2 separate regions of the Gossypium hirsutum genome follow, and region 1 is linked to region 2. A link is a contact called in public Hi-C data. All regions are on one chromosome and are shown on one strand. Each heading gives the region's core, a stretch centred on a gene start, on an enhancer-like site or on the middle of the called end of the contact. The rest is flanking DNA. Distances are from core to core; before and after follow the strand shown.

Evidence for each region. Hi-C and Micro-C count contacts between places; a contact is called where the count stands out from the background.
Region 1: a contact with region 2 is called in a Hi-C map of leaf, with 1.6 times the contacts expected there. The contact joins the promoter of LOC107945363 here to the enhancer-like site in region 2. A contact is called at or near these places in 2 of 34 Hi-C or Micro-C datasets (leaf and petal).

What each region holds. Positions count from the first base shown.
Region 1 is chrD12:29,439,779-29,447,222 of Gossypium_hirsutum_v2.1, forward strand. It overlaps LOC107945363 (LOB domain-containing protein 38), which reads left to right and starts at 5,301. Exons shown (of 2, transcript XM_016879337.2): 1 at 5,301-5,732; 2 at 5,819-6,653. The coding sequence starts at 5,549. The coding sequence ends at 6,333. LOC121224717 (small nucleolar RNA R71) reads left to right here and starts at 1,949; the gene lies at 1,949-2,054.
Region 2 is chrD12:29,290,339-29,297,552 of Gossypium_hirsutum_v2.1, forward strand. No RefSeq gene overlaps it. Among protein-coding and RNA genes, the nearest start is that of LOC107942417, 18 kb to the left of the region's middle. Within about 2 kb of position 1,738, at least 2 of the 9 cell types and tissues checked have an H3K27ac peak or open chromatin away from gene starts, as enhancers often do. A contact at or near this core is called in leaf, where this site is marked.

The sequences.
Region 1 (7,444 bases), core at 4,051-6,550, 150 kb after region 2:
TCTAGACGTATTAGCGTAAGTGTGGTATTGGAAATCAAGATTAATCCATTTTTTATTTAAAAGGATAACTTAAGTGACGATTTAATGATGGATTATTTGTTTTGTGTTTAGATCCGAGATGGATCTAACTAAATCTGGAAGTAGGCGTTAGAAGGAGTTTTTTGCATTGGAGTTGCTTAGATCAGGTGTGGGTTTTAACATTAAACAAAAATAAACCTATGTTTTATATTTTTAAAATAATTATTTAAATTATGTTTGATGAGGATACTTTATGTATCCATTAAGAGAGATAAAACCCATCGTTATGGACTATGTCAAGTAAGTGATTCAAAACCATTGATTTTGGTGATATGTATGATGTGTGATTTATTGATTATTAACGATATGAAAATCTCATTCTCATGTTATGTGATCTTATGGCATGTTTGATTTTCGCATGATTAGTAAAATGTGAAATTTGGTACCATTTGTACATATGTGATTTGCACATTAAGCGTTTATGTTATTTTAAGTGAAAAGTGATATAATGAGCATGTCTCACATGCCAAAATGAAAAATGATTTTTAAGTGAAAAAATGAATTTGGTCATATCACATGCATGGGGTGGGATATGTGAAAGGTGGAAGCATGTGACATTGCTCAGGATTTTGATTATGTGGCAGTATATCTGTGATTTTGGTGGCTTGCCCACGATATTGATTATTGGCAGTTTATCTGCAATTTTGGTGACATTGTTCACAATTTGGTGTGTTGAATGGACGAGTTCTAGGGAACTCGATTTTGGTGTGTAGTGGAGATGGGTAGGATTGTTTTCATAAAATCTATATCATTTTACGAAATGTGCATTGACATGATCATGCATAGTATAAGTGTGAAATATTGAGTTATATGAAATTGATATGATTATTATGATTATAATGATTATATAATGTATATGTTTATATGTATGTGACTGTGTTTATGTTAATCTCACACTGAGTTTTATAACTCACCTCCCTTTAGTTTTCTGATTTTACATATAACCCCGAGGTTAGGATTCGATGACGACATTTGGAGGAGTTTCTCAGAAGTCTTTTTAAATTAAAGTAATTAAATTTTATTTCGATATGTTGATATTTTGGGTTTGTAATAAGTTTGAGTATGGACTGTGGCATGAAACTTTATTTTGGGGAATTTTCATTCTAATTTGCATAAATTGCTTGCGTGACATTAAGTTTTAAAAACTACATAAATTAGTATTTGATAAGATTTCTCTTGAAACTCTATTTTTAAAATAGAATCTATCAATAACACATTTTTCCATTGTATTTTTGAAAAATGAGTTTTTAATAAAATTAGACTTAGTTTTCAAAATTATTAATGTTTCCAAATGAGTTTTCTAAATGCATTTGATTTATGAAGTTAATATGTTTATTATTTCCGAAATAATGACGAATAACCAAGGTCTCCAATTTTGAATAAAAATACAAATGATTTAGAAGTATGATTGAAAATTCGAAATAGTTTTGAATAAATGATTTAATGTTTACAATTGAGATATTATTTATTTCGATTCCTGAAATCTGTATAATTTTTATGAAATTAAAATAAACGTTTTATTTCATTTGTTTTAAATTGATAAGCCAATAGTTTTAAAACATTATTTTTCAAAATTCCTAAAGTTTATTTCGGCCAATTTTTTGTGGACAAATGGTTTTGAAATGGTATTGAAAATAAAGTTAAACATTCGATTTTACTAGTTTTGAACGAACTGCGCGAATGGTTTAAAATAAAATAAAATAAGTACATTTGAAATGAAGAATTTTTTTTTGGGTCATTCTGGTGGCCAATGTAGCTTTTTGAATTCGGCCATAACGACTGGGTCGAGTTTGGGGTGTTCCAATTTAAGCTAGACTTAATGTGTCTGTCAACACCGTTATAGAATATTTGGATTTGAAGCTACACATGCAGTCCATGGTGTGGGCACTTCTTTAGCATAGTCTTGAAACGTTCTCATGCCTCGTATAGGGACTCATCTTCGTATTGTTTAAAATTGGTGATTTCTCACCGAAGTTGAATGGTTCTACTTATTAGGAAAAAAATTTAAAGAAATTTTTTCGCTAGATCATTCCATGTGGTGATGGAACCCGACTCTAGTGAGTTTACCCAATCGACTACATTGTCACATATAAAAATGGGAAAATATTGTAAAATTATTGATAAATGGACCTCCATACAATTCTCTAAAACTCCTAAGAATTTATACTCTCTTGTAAGCCTTAAAATATTTTATGGTGTGTCTTAATTTTCTTATTTATGCATTTGACTAAGAATTTATACTCTCTTGTAAGCCTTAAAATATTTTATGGTGTGTCTTAATTTTCTTATTTATGCATTTGTAAGTTATGGTGATTGAATCTCTATAAATAGATTATATGTATAATTTGAATTATCCTTTTATTTTTGTCTACTCTTCTCTCTAACTTTTATTACGAATTCTCTTAATTTCATAATAATTCAGTGTACTCAACGGATACCTCGGAAAAACTAAAAATTTAATAATTATATAATAATAAATAATTTTTGCCGGACCCAAAAACTAAAAACAATAATGGAAAGATAAGGTTATTAATTATCACTTGGACATAGTAATCATGCTTTTTAATTTTATTTTTTATAATAAAAAAGGGGTAGGATCAGGAATTGTCTTTTATATATTACTGGTATTTACTATTTTCACCTTAAATTCAAATCCAGAAAATTATACTTTTATTTGGATGCAGGCATTTCTTGCGATCATGACTTGCGGCATGTATCAAAAATTTTTTTTAGAAATCATAATAAAATTTTAATTTTAAATAATTTATATCTTTATAACTATTAAAGGATTAAATTATTTTAAGAGATCAAAATACAGTTTTATCTTTATTAATTTAAAATTTTTAAAAAATTAAATAACCTAAATAGCAACTTTTTAGGGGGCTGGAACACTGCCTCTACAAATGCATAAAAAGAGACCAAGGCAAATCCAAAATTTAAGGGTATAACAAATATTATAGGGAATTCCAAGTTAATTACATGAATTAGTTGTGAGGAGTTTAAACTAAATATGTTAAAAAGGAAATATGTTGGCTCATAAGCTATTTAAATTTTGTATTTTCGAAATAATTTTGTTTTAATAGTCTAAAACTATGGAATATTTTAATGTTTAACTTAAATAACTCTTGAGTTTAATTAATATCGGAAAATTTTAATTTCAACTAAAACCATAGCTCAATTCATCAAATAAATAAATTTTATAAAACAAGTAAGACCAATTTAATTTTTATTTTAAATTGAAGTTAAACTTTAAAAGTAAAACTTAATTCTGAATATCAAAGTTGATATCGATCTCGAGCTTCTTACGTCTTTAACTAACTTAACCACACACCCTTCACTAGGATACATACCAATGCAAAGCAACACCAACATTTGTTGGCTATAATAGATTACTTCTTGTTAAGAACTTGGGACACTTTTTGGATGAAATTTAAAAAAATTATCTTTATTGTAGGAGACAACATCTTATTATAGTTATTTTAATAAAAATTGTAACTCATAATAATAAAAGGAATGGTTGAGTTGGATTTTAGAATAAAATTATGATTAATGTATTTTTTTTGTTTATTTAAAAAAATAATTTGATCTAAACAAAATTTCACTCATTCAATCTAAAAAAATTACAATAATCAATCAAAATAGATCTCAATCTACATATATAATTCTTTTTTTTAATTATACATATGATGTGTTGATAATAGATTCTAGTGAACTTCCTTCTAAAAAAAACACTTATTAACTACACCTCTAGGTATGGTTGTGTTTCGTAATGTCACTCAAAACCATCAATGATTAAATCTATAAAAATACTATATCCCACTAGCCTTACAATATAACCCCTCCCATCGACCCCAAGAACATGTGCATTCCATGGCCTTGCCATACCATCATCAATCTCCATTCACCCCCTATAAAAATCAAACCACTTCCATTATTTAAAATACCCTTGCCTTGATGCAAGGCTACTTTATTTCAACTTCTTTTTTTATTATAAAAAAAATCATAAGAAGACGGAAACTAAATAAATAAATAAAACGAAAGATCACCAATAATTGTATTCGGTCGATTAATATACTAAATTGAATATTTTATTTCATGTATATTGTAACTAAAAAAATTTAAGTATATTAAAAAAAAAGTAAATTACACCATTAGTCATTAATTTATGGGTAAGTTCTCGTTTTGGTTACTTAACTAAAAAAAGTTACAATTTGGTCACGAAACTATTTGAAAGTTTTTTATTTAAGTTATTAAATTATTCAAAAGTTTTTATTTAAGTCACTGGCCTATTAAGTCTTTTTAAAAAGAAAAGGTTCCACCAATGAGCTCCAAGTGATGATTCGACAATCAGTACAGTGAATCAATACTAATCAATGAGTATAAGAGCATACCTTAGGTCCAAGTCAATCTGACGGTTAATACATGAGATCGAAGAAAAAACTTGTCTGAACTGTGGTTTGTAGATTTTTTACGTTTAAAGTTGTTTAAAAAAACTAATTGTATAAAAGAAGGGGAAAGAGAGCTTTCAATTTATCCATATAGTGCAAAAAGAGAAAGTCATACAGTATCGATTTTATCAGCCCAATAACTTAAATAAAAATTTTGAATAGTTCAATGACCAAAATGTAATTTTTTTAATTAAAAATCTAAAATGAAAATTTACTTAGAATTTAGTGTCTAATGATGTAATTTACCCTTAAAAATAACTCTTCTATTAAAACAGACCTTGTATATTTATTTTTAATGACGTAATAACTAAGAACGGTAACCTTTTATTAAAATGAAAAAGAATATATAATTGTTTTAATGTTAAAGAGACGACCATCCGCGGAAACAAGGAGCCGTTTCCGCCCAAGACTTTGGAATCTAACCTCCGTCACCGCATTTCCCCTCATCCCAACAAACACTTCACCGCACTTTCCCCTATAAACCCACCTAAGGCTTGCAATGCGGACTAAGCTTTTTGTATGCAGCCAACTTCTCTTTTTATTTATATATAAATTCAATTCTAATAATATTCATATATTTATATATATTGGTGTATCATAAACTGAACGAGGAATATGTCAAGACTTTAACCATGGACTTTGAATATCCAATGTAAAACTTTTATAATCATTTATTCTGGCGATATTAATTAAGGTGAATAATTAGTGTGCGAATTCAGATTTAAATATTAAAAAAATTATAAATATGATGTAATCCCTAAACCAAGTTAACTCAACCCTCCTTACCCTTGAGTTTGATTTCAACCCTTTTTGTTGCCTTTAAAACCCTCCAAAGGCTTTCCCTTCCCACCCTTAATTTCCCTTCTCAGTTCTCCCTCTCTTCCCCTACACTGCCAGTTCCATTTCCCTTATATATATTATATGTATAATTTTCTTTTCTGTTTCTTGTAAACCAACGGTCAACCCTGGGAAACTTTTGGCATAAGGGAGGGAAGAGCAGTGATTGTTGGTGTTGTTGAGTCATGAGTTGCAACGGGTGCCGCGTCTTACGAAAAGGATGCAGCGAGTCATGTATTTTACGACCTTGTCTGCAATGGATCGACAGCCCTGAAGCGCAAGGCCATGCCACTATTTTCGTCGCCAAGTTCTTTGGCCGTGCGGGGCTCATGTCCTTCATCTCTGCCGTTCCAGAATCTCAACGTTCTGGTATATATCCGCGCTCAACTTTCCTTTTCTCTGTCATATATTTCTGAGTTTTGGTTTGATTTTTTTTGTATGAAACTTTCGATCAGCTTTGTTCCAATCACTGTTGTTCGAAGCTTGTGGTAGAACAGTGAATCCAGTGAACGGAGCTGTCGGACTTTTATGGACAGGGAACTGGCATGTTTGCCAAGCGGCAGTTGAAACTGTCTTACGAGAAGGAACTGTACGGGCGGTGCCTGAACTTATGGCTCCCTCACCAGCATCCGGTGAAAAATCGGAAGCTACTAAGATTGCGTGCATGTTGAAGTTGCAAGAAACAGAAACAAAATTTAATTCAACCTGTCGGTTTTCCACTTCAAGATCTAAGGTTTCACCTAAGCGCATAAAAGTTGAAGAATTCAGTAAATTTCAGCCGTCCGATCTAGATCTTTGCTTGACTCCAAGCTCCACAGGCAACCGGCTTCCGGATAACAGACGACCGGGGACTCCGTCATTGAACTCGGAGGAATCTGTTACGACGACGTGTTTTGAAAGGGGGTTTGCAGATCAACAACAACAAGGTGGAGAAACAGATAGAATTAAGTTATTAAACTTGTTTGTTTGAAGAGAAAATTATTTTAAAAAAGAGAAAAAGTCTGACTGTAATATTCTACTTCACTACCACGTTTTCTGATGTACTTCTGATGATGGGTTTTCTCGGAAAATAATTTTCCGGTGAGTTTTTGTAAATTACCGGCACTGGAATTCTCTCTCTTATTTTTTGCTTTACAGTATTGAAACTGTTAAAAGGAGGAGAAAAATGAAAGTTGGTCGGTAATCTTTAAAATCATCTTCTTTTTTACTACTTTGTATCTTTCTTCTTTATGTTTAATATTGAATGTATGAAATGAATAAATCAAAATTATTGAAACATTTCCCAATTCATGATGATGGGTACAGTTTTTTTTTTTTTAAATTATCCTGTGATGCATTTTAGAATTTAGTTTTGTTTGGCTTGGAAAGTGAAATTTAGATAAATCATCTAACAACTATGAATTTAAATGTTTGGAAAAAAGTTGCTAGGTGCTTTTATGGCATGCAAGAATTCTTAAAACATCATAATCCACATTCTAACTATGATATTACTGTATTTCTAACTAGAATCATGACCCATGTATTCAACCAACCAGGAGAATATGTAATTTGGAGTATTGTTTTTCTGCTTTGATTGTTTAATATAAGGATTAAGTATGGAAGTATACTGTGTCTATCCTAATACTTACTAGCTCTTATGAAAACTCAATCATGGTAATAAAAACTCTTAAGTAATAATGACCTCCATATCTTTTAGGTAATAGTATTGTGGACCAAAAAAACAATATTGCGGAAAAAAAATTCTTTTAGAGATATGATATAACTTAATTTTGAATTTCATTATAACTACCAAATCATAATAAATTTCCGTACAAATAATAATCGATAAATTCATATGAAGAGTTTAAGATAAATTTGAAGTAAATTTATCGAAAGACTTAATTAACTATTTAATTATTTTTTTAAAAATTTAATAATTTAATTTAGAAAATATCTCTTTAAAATTATGATTACTTATATAAATAATTCTAATCAAAATTAATTATTACAAACATTTAATTAAATAAATTAACTTTATATAAGAAAATAAAATAAGTAAATCTCAATAATAATAAAAACTTGTAACTCTTGAATTTTGAAAT
Region 2 (7,214 bases), core at 488-2,987:
TTTTTTTAAATTTTTAATTTTAAATTAGTTGAATCAAGAATGATGGTCTAGTCGATTCAACCATAGTCTTATTCTTAAAACATTAGAAAAGGTGGTAATGAATTACAAATACTTAAATTCAAATCCTAACTTAAAAATAATTATATTGAATATATTAATTAAGGGGATCAATAATAAAAGTAATTAGATTGCAAGGATAAACCTATGATCACGGATAAAATGATAACAAAATTGAAAAAAAAAATAGCATATTTTAATTATATAATCTCATTATGTAAAATTGATTACGGGTAAACCTATGATTACGGGTAAAATGTTTACAGGTAAAATTGATTAAAAAATAGCATTATGTAAGAATTTTTTTTTAATAATCTCATTATTCGTTTTAATTATATCTGCACTTTTTGACATTATGCTTAGAATTACCCATAGCCCCTTCTTAACCCAAAAATAGGAGAATAATGCGTTTCAGCACACTCTAACCCACGTTCTCTTGCATTAGCAATAATACCTGTGCCAATCAATCTAAGATTCAATCGACTACAATAACATTATCTTACATAAGGAAGAGGTGATAATAAAATTACACCTATATTTCATAATTTTGGTACTATTAAAAAATATAATATTATTGATTCAAAATATTCTTTAAGATTTAAAAAAGGTAATTCATTCTAGAATCTTACATTACTTCAAAAATATGAAATTTCTTAAACCAAACACCTTAAAAAAAAACTACAAAAAGAAACTTAACAACTTTTTATTTGAAATTAGTTAATTTTTTGAATGAGATTCAATAATAGATTAGGTTACTTAACCATAATTTAATAGTGTTTGGATCATACCTAACAAAATAGGATAAGTTCCAGTTCTATAAGTTTATACAAATGAAATATTATAATTGTTTCAGATAACCGGCCAAAACCAAATTCATCTTTCCATTTCAGTAATACCAATAAAATGATATAAGAAGAAATGCTGGCATTGTAATCTTTGAAATGTTACAATCTTTTATACAATCATTGGCTAATCTGCAGAAAAGAAAATGTCAAAAGCAGCTGGTTTCAAATTCCCCTTGATTTGGCCTGATACCCAAGGAAAGGGAAGGATCAGCGCTTATCCCTTTGGAATTTGCAGACAAAGTTCGGCTTGGATTGCCTTCATGAAAGAGAAATGTTCACATTACAAAGAAAATCACAACATATTCAATAAACAAACATTAAATCTAATTAATAATTTATTATTACTTAAAAAGTTATTTAAGAGTGTTATTTATTCTTTCGTCAGGTTATTTATTCTATCTAAACTAAGTTTGAGTAAAGAAATCTGATGGTTAAAATTCAATTCGATTAAAGTTTAAATCGATATTATTTGAATCGAATGAATAAATTAATTAGACTAAAAATCAGTTAAAATATGGATCTGAAAAATAACAAATGGTCGATCTAAACACCATCCAATAATTTTAAGATGAAGAAGTAGATGGAGGGAGACTTGGTGGGTCCATCCGCCAAATAAAGCAGAAGAAAGCGACCCTTTTCCCGACTATAAGAAGCAGCAAGTCACCCATGGGAAGAATGCAGGCAATATCTCAAAGATTCGGATTTGTGGGGCCATTTAAGAAGGCGACTTGGATTACCTGTGTTTCTATTCGAAAGGAAAATGATGGACAGCTGTTGGGTTATTTCTAAGCAAAAATGGTGATCATCATCAGCCCCTGCCCGCTGTCAGCTAATTGTATCGCCATCGTTTTTCTACAAAATTCAATTTGTATTTCGGCTAATGGATGGTTACGTCAATTGTACGATGTTGAATCAAATTAAAAGCTCCACCTTCTCCACATTCCTTAATGAACGGTTCATTTTTGTTCACACCATTTTATTACCAAATTTTCTTTTTCTCGTCTGGATAAATATTTAAACTTGAATATCGGCATGATTTGGACACCGTTGAATTGGGATAAAAATATACCTTTTCACTCAAAAATTTAGGTCTTGTTTATTATTCTTATGGATGTGAAAAAGAAAAATAGTTTCTCATCCTAATGCTGAACAGTCAAATTTTACTTTGTCCAAAAAAAAAAAACACCAACCCAATTCAGCTTTTGGCTTTTATAAATATTCATTTAAGTTTAAAATTATAAATTTGTACTCTCATAATTTAACATATTAATTGCTTAAAAATATATAAATTTTATATTAATTACTTAAAAATATTTAAAATTTATTTCATATATGATGATAATATTAACTACCATTTTTAATTATTTTTACTATAATCTAAATTAAATATTTGTTAATACCAAAATAATCAACCTTTTAGAGAGGAGCATTCTTTAAGAAAAAAGAGGTAAAAGTACTATGGATGCCCTTAAACAAAGATTCAGATTGCATTTTGTCATTTTTACTAAATAAATAAATAAATTACCCCTTTGTATGCTAGAAAAATGGCAATTTGACCTTTTGTCAAAACTTTCATCCAATTTATATTGTTAAATGATTATTTGGATTTTATTTCAAAATTAATCCATCTATATTTATATTAAAGAGAAAATTGGTCTTCTGTCAAAATTTTCATTCATTTTTACTTTTAAGTGAAAACAAAACTGATGGAGTAACTAAGCAATGATACATGGTGTACCACATATACCTTATGTTGACGTGAAAAATGCTGAGATAACAAATACTTAAAAAAATTTAAAATCTTAAAAATAAATAAAAGTTTATAATAATTATTTAAAAAATCATATAGAGGATGAATTAGGACAAAGATTCATCTTGAACGTGACTTTTTAAATAATTTAAAAGTTATAAAAAATTATTTAGAAAATATAAAATATTATAAAATAATTAAAAGTAATTAAAACAACATCTAAAATGAGCATGGATAAATGATTGTTTAGATTCAAATAAATCTAGACAATTATTTATTTAAGTTTATTTTAGAGTGATTGCTTAAATAAATATTAAATGATTATAAAAATTCGTATAAAACTATAGAAAATTACTTAGAGATGATTAAGAGTTATAAGAAATTATAAATAATTATTAAAATTGAAAAATTAATATAAAAAAGTTATTATGTAAGGTCACTATTGTACGTGTAATATAAGAAATTAATTATAGCAACTTGATTAAAAAGATACATATAATTTAATAGAAAGACTAATTTTAATGGTGAATTTAACAGAAAGATTAATTTTAATTTTTTTCTTTCAAATGTACAGGAATTAATTTATCATTTTTGAGTAGAGGGAGCAAAATATAATATAACTCCTAATACAAATACTTCCATAATACTTTTATTAAAAACCACAACAATAAAATATCATATATATTATCTTTCAAACTCATTACTTGAATAATCAAATAATATATTTGAAAAAAATTAAAATTAAAATTCTAAACTTTCCATCTTAAATTTAAAATCCTAAACTCTAAAATTTTAACTTTAAACTCTAAAAAATAAAAATAACTTAAAACTAATATTGAGTAACTTCATTTCAAATTTTGGTGAAAAAATTGAGTAACAACCAGTTAACCAATTGTGACGAAATTTTTAATGGTTGAATGTGTTTGTGATTCTTTTGAGAAACAAGCTGATGGTATACTAAAAATTCCATCAGTTTGTGATTTTTTGATGTTTGAAGTTTAAATCTTAGTGCTTGCATTTTTTTTTATTTTAAAATTAATTTTATTAATTTTTATATTAATATATGAAGATATAGAAATATCTTATAATAGTATATATTAATTGTTTAAAATATGGGTTTTTAATAAATTTCATAACTGAGTAAATATCGAGTTAAATCATGACACCAATTCAGTTACAAATTTAAATAAGAATATAGATGCTTTTAATTTTAGTATTAAGAAAGAACAAGGAGGAGGAGGAGGAGGATATTTTGCATTTGAGTCAATTATACCACCTATTTTAAAATCTCTATTAATTCGTAAGAGTCGTAGTTTGTATGTAATTTTAATATTTAAAATATAGGTTTCATATTAAATTTTAGAATTAACTTATATTAATTTTTTAAAAAGTCTTTAAAATTTATATTTTGGGTTGTGTTTTCTTCTATTTTCCTACCCTATCATACTTTTCCCTTCTCCTTTGAAATTCCTTAAAATTCTTCTTGAAGAAAAGGAAGGGTTGTGTTTTGTTGTGGTTTTCTCTTTGTTTGCTAGGGTTCATCTCCTTAACCCAAGTAATTTTTTCTACTTTATTTTGGTGTTTGTGTGAGACCATGTGATCTTTGTTTCCTTGGATCTTTTTTCCCCTTTTTGATTATTGTATGTTTTTTTATTGGTACTTGTAACGCTCAAAAAATAATGCTATAAAAGTAACAGTAAATTTAGATCGTGCATAATGGATTCTTCAGTAAAATAAAATAAGAAATATAATTGATAAAATAGAAGGTTGATGGATGTCAAAGGAGGTTGAATTAAAAAGTATGTTGTAATATCTTAATTTAAGATAGTGACTAAATTGTGAAGATGTAAAAAGTTTTGGGACCTAAATATAATTATTCAAAATTTGATGGGTTAAAATGTACATGTGGGAAATTTGAAAGACCAAAAATGTAAATAACCCAAAAGTACTTGTGACACGAAATTGGTAACAAGGACAAAATTGAATAAGTGGAGAAATATAAGAGACTAAATCACAAATTTACCAAAAGTGAACGGTGATTCAAGGATGGAATTGTAGAGAATTGTGAAGGGCAAAAAGGTAATTTCTTAATCAAGATAATTATCATGTTAATAATTAAGGATAAATAGTGTTAGAAAATAATTGGTTGGATTATTTTAATATTAAATTATTTTAGATTATTTTATTAATTAAATAATTACATATTTTAGATAGGAGTGGTAGAAATTTCTTTCATCCATCACCATCTTCATGCCAGAACCATTCATGTAACCTTCCAAACCCTGCCTAGACGCTAGATTGAGAAGGTTACATTAGCCACCAAAATAGCTAAGTTAACTTACGTTACTTTTGAATACTTTAAATAAACTCATTTTAAAGAAAACCGTAGTTGTACTTTGAGTTAGCTTAAAAATATTAATTTATTAGATCATCTATACTTAAGATTCATTTTATTGTTGATAGTTTTGTTTTAGAAAAAAATCATTTGCTTGTCGCTCTTATTTGTAAAACCTCTATGTTAAACTAATATAGCGGAAAAACCATTTTTCGAAAACCTAGTTGGCTTATCGATTTGTTTTTCAAAAACAGTTCTTTTGTAATACAACGGAAATTAGGGAATAATGTCAAATTTTACTTAAGCCCAATATCCTGCATTTTCTAATTATTATGCTTAAATAATTCATGCATGCAAAAATCCTCAAATGAAAAATTATCAAGCCACAAACCAGAAATAATTAAAATTTACAAACCAAAACCAATAGAGACTTATTAATATTACTTATTAAAAATGGTCCGAGGTCCAAGGTGATTCTCCATATGCTGAGTCCAGTCCTAGTTTCAAGGTTTACTTGAAAAATTAAACACTATGGGGGTGAGCTTATGAAAGCTCAGTGTGAGTCGAACATTTATTTAAATGGACATAAATATCAAATACAGTCAAACATGTTAGCACTAACAGAAGAAAACATAACCATTATTAAAGTTTCATATTATTTCATAGCCATTATCAAAATCGATGTTAATCGGTGTATGAGCATGGGCCATCATTCATTCGAGTAACAATGATTATTTTCCATACCATTCAATACAACACAATACAATACGTATCATAAATCAATAACATTTGAATATGTCGTGAGCATGATGCAACGCAAAAAGGTTCCTACCCAAACCATCCGCTACACACCACGAATTCTCCAGAACCTGTCTGCCAAACTCCAACATATGCGAGCAAAGCTCGATCTGGTAGATACCACCATATAACTTATAATGTAGAGAATCTGTCATATAACATTTAATGCGATAAAACCACCAATCCCCTCGGTACTCTAGGTGCAGTGCACTGTCTACGTATAAATGCAGACTTAATATGCCACTAGAACTCCATGAAACTCCTCTATCATCCACATAATCCCACTCCATGTACATGAAATATGTCATACTATCTCATACATAGCCATAAATCAATACTTTCACATTTAATTGACATTTTCAATATATTCTCTTAATTATCAAATACTTGCAATGAATGGAAATAATATTCCAACTTTCAATTTACCAATAAAATGGTATCATTCAACAAATCACAATTTTATGTTCATTTACAACTTTTCTTTGTGTGCATGTATAGCAATCTTTCGAACATATTATAACAAATCACTTGTACGAATATATCATTCATAAGCTTTATTTTCATTCATAAATATACTATACATACAACCAATCATACATCAAATTAACCAAACTTTCATGATAATGTCAATCATTCAATCATTCAGTCAAACTAGCAACATTGCTACCATGCCAAATAGTTAGGGCTCGAAACATACATGATTTGGCTACTTACAAATTAATTACTTAGCTAATTAAGCCAAGCCCGATTTGGAAGCTATATCACCAATTAAATGATAATAATTATCATTACTAATCAAATTATTGAGTTTAGGACCCATAGCTTAATTTAAGCTATTTTGCAGCACACTAGCGAATCTTGCGGTTCCTATAATAAACTTTAAAACAGACCTAAATTAAATTAACTTAAAAAAGTTAGTATAGAAATCAATTAATACACCTCTTAAACAACCCCTAAACACCCATCTATGGGCTCAATCCAGTTGTCACAATTACAACTGCTTTTCGAATCAAAACTAGTTAGATTTCTTACACTGTTTTGATGCAAATCATATTCGCGAACGTCTTTCGGCATTATTGTTGATTCAGAGCGTCCAGGTCAGCACTTAACACATTTAAATACTGGAAAATCAGTAGTTAATATTGATTAAAATCCTTCATTTAATCAATCGATAACCTTTTCCTAAAATTTATGTCGAAACAATAAACTAGTTTACCATTACCTACAATTAAACTTCTCGAATTGTCAGATGCGAATTGCTGATTGATCAAGAACAATTTTTCCTAATTAAATCTGATTAAAAGCTGATTAGGAGGATTTCAAGAACCCAAAATCATGATAGAAAAATATGGGAATGAATTAAATAAAAATACCCCCTTTCTTGCTTACAGGTACACACACCACCACCCGCGGTGACCAATTTGAGGTT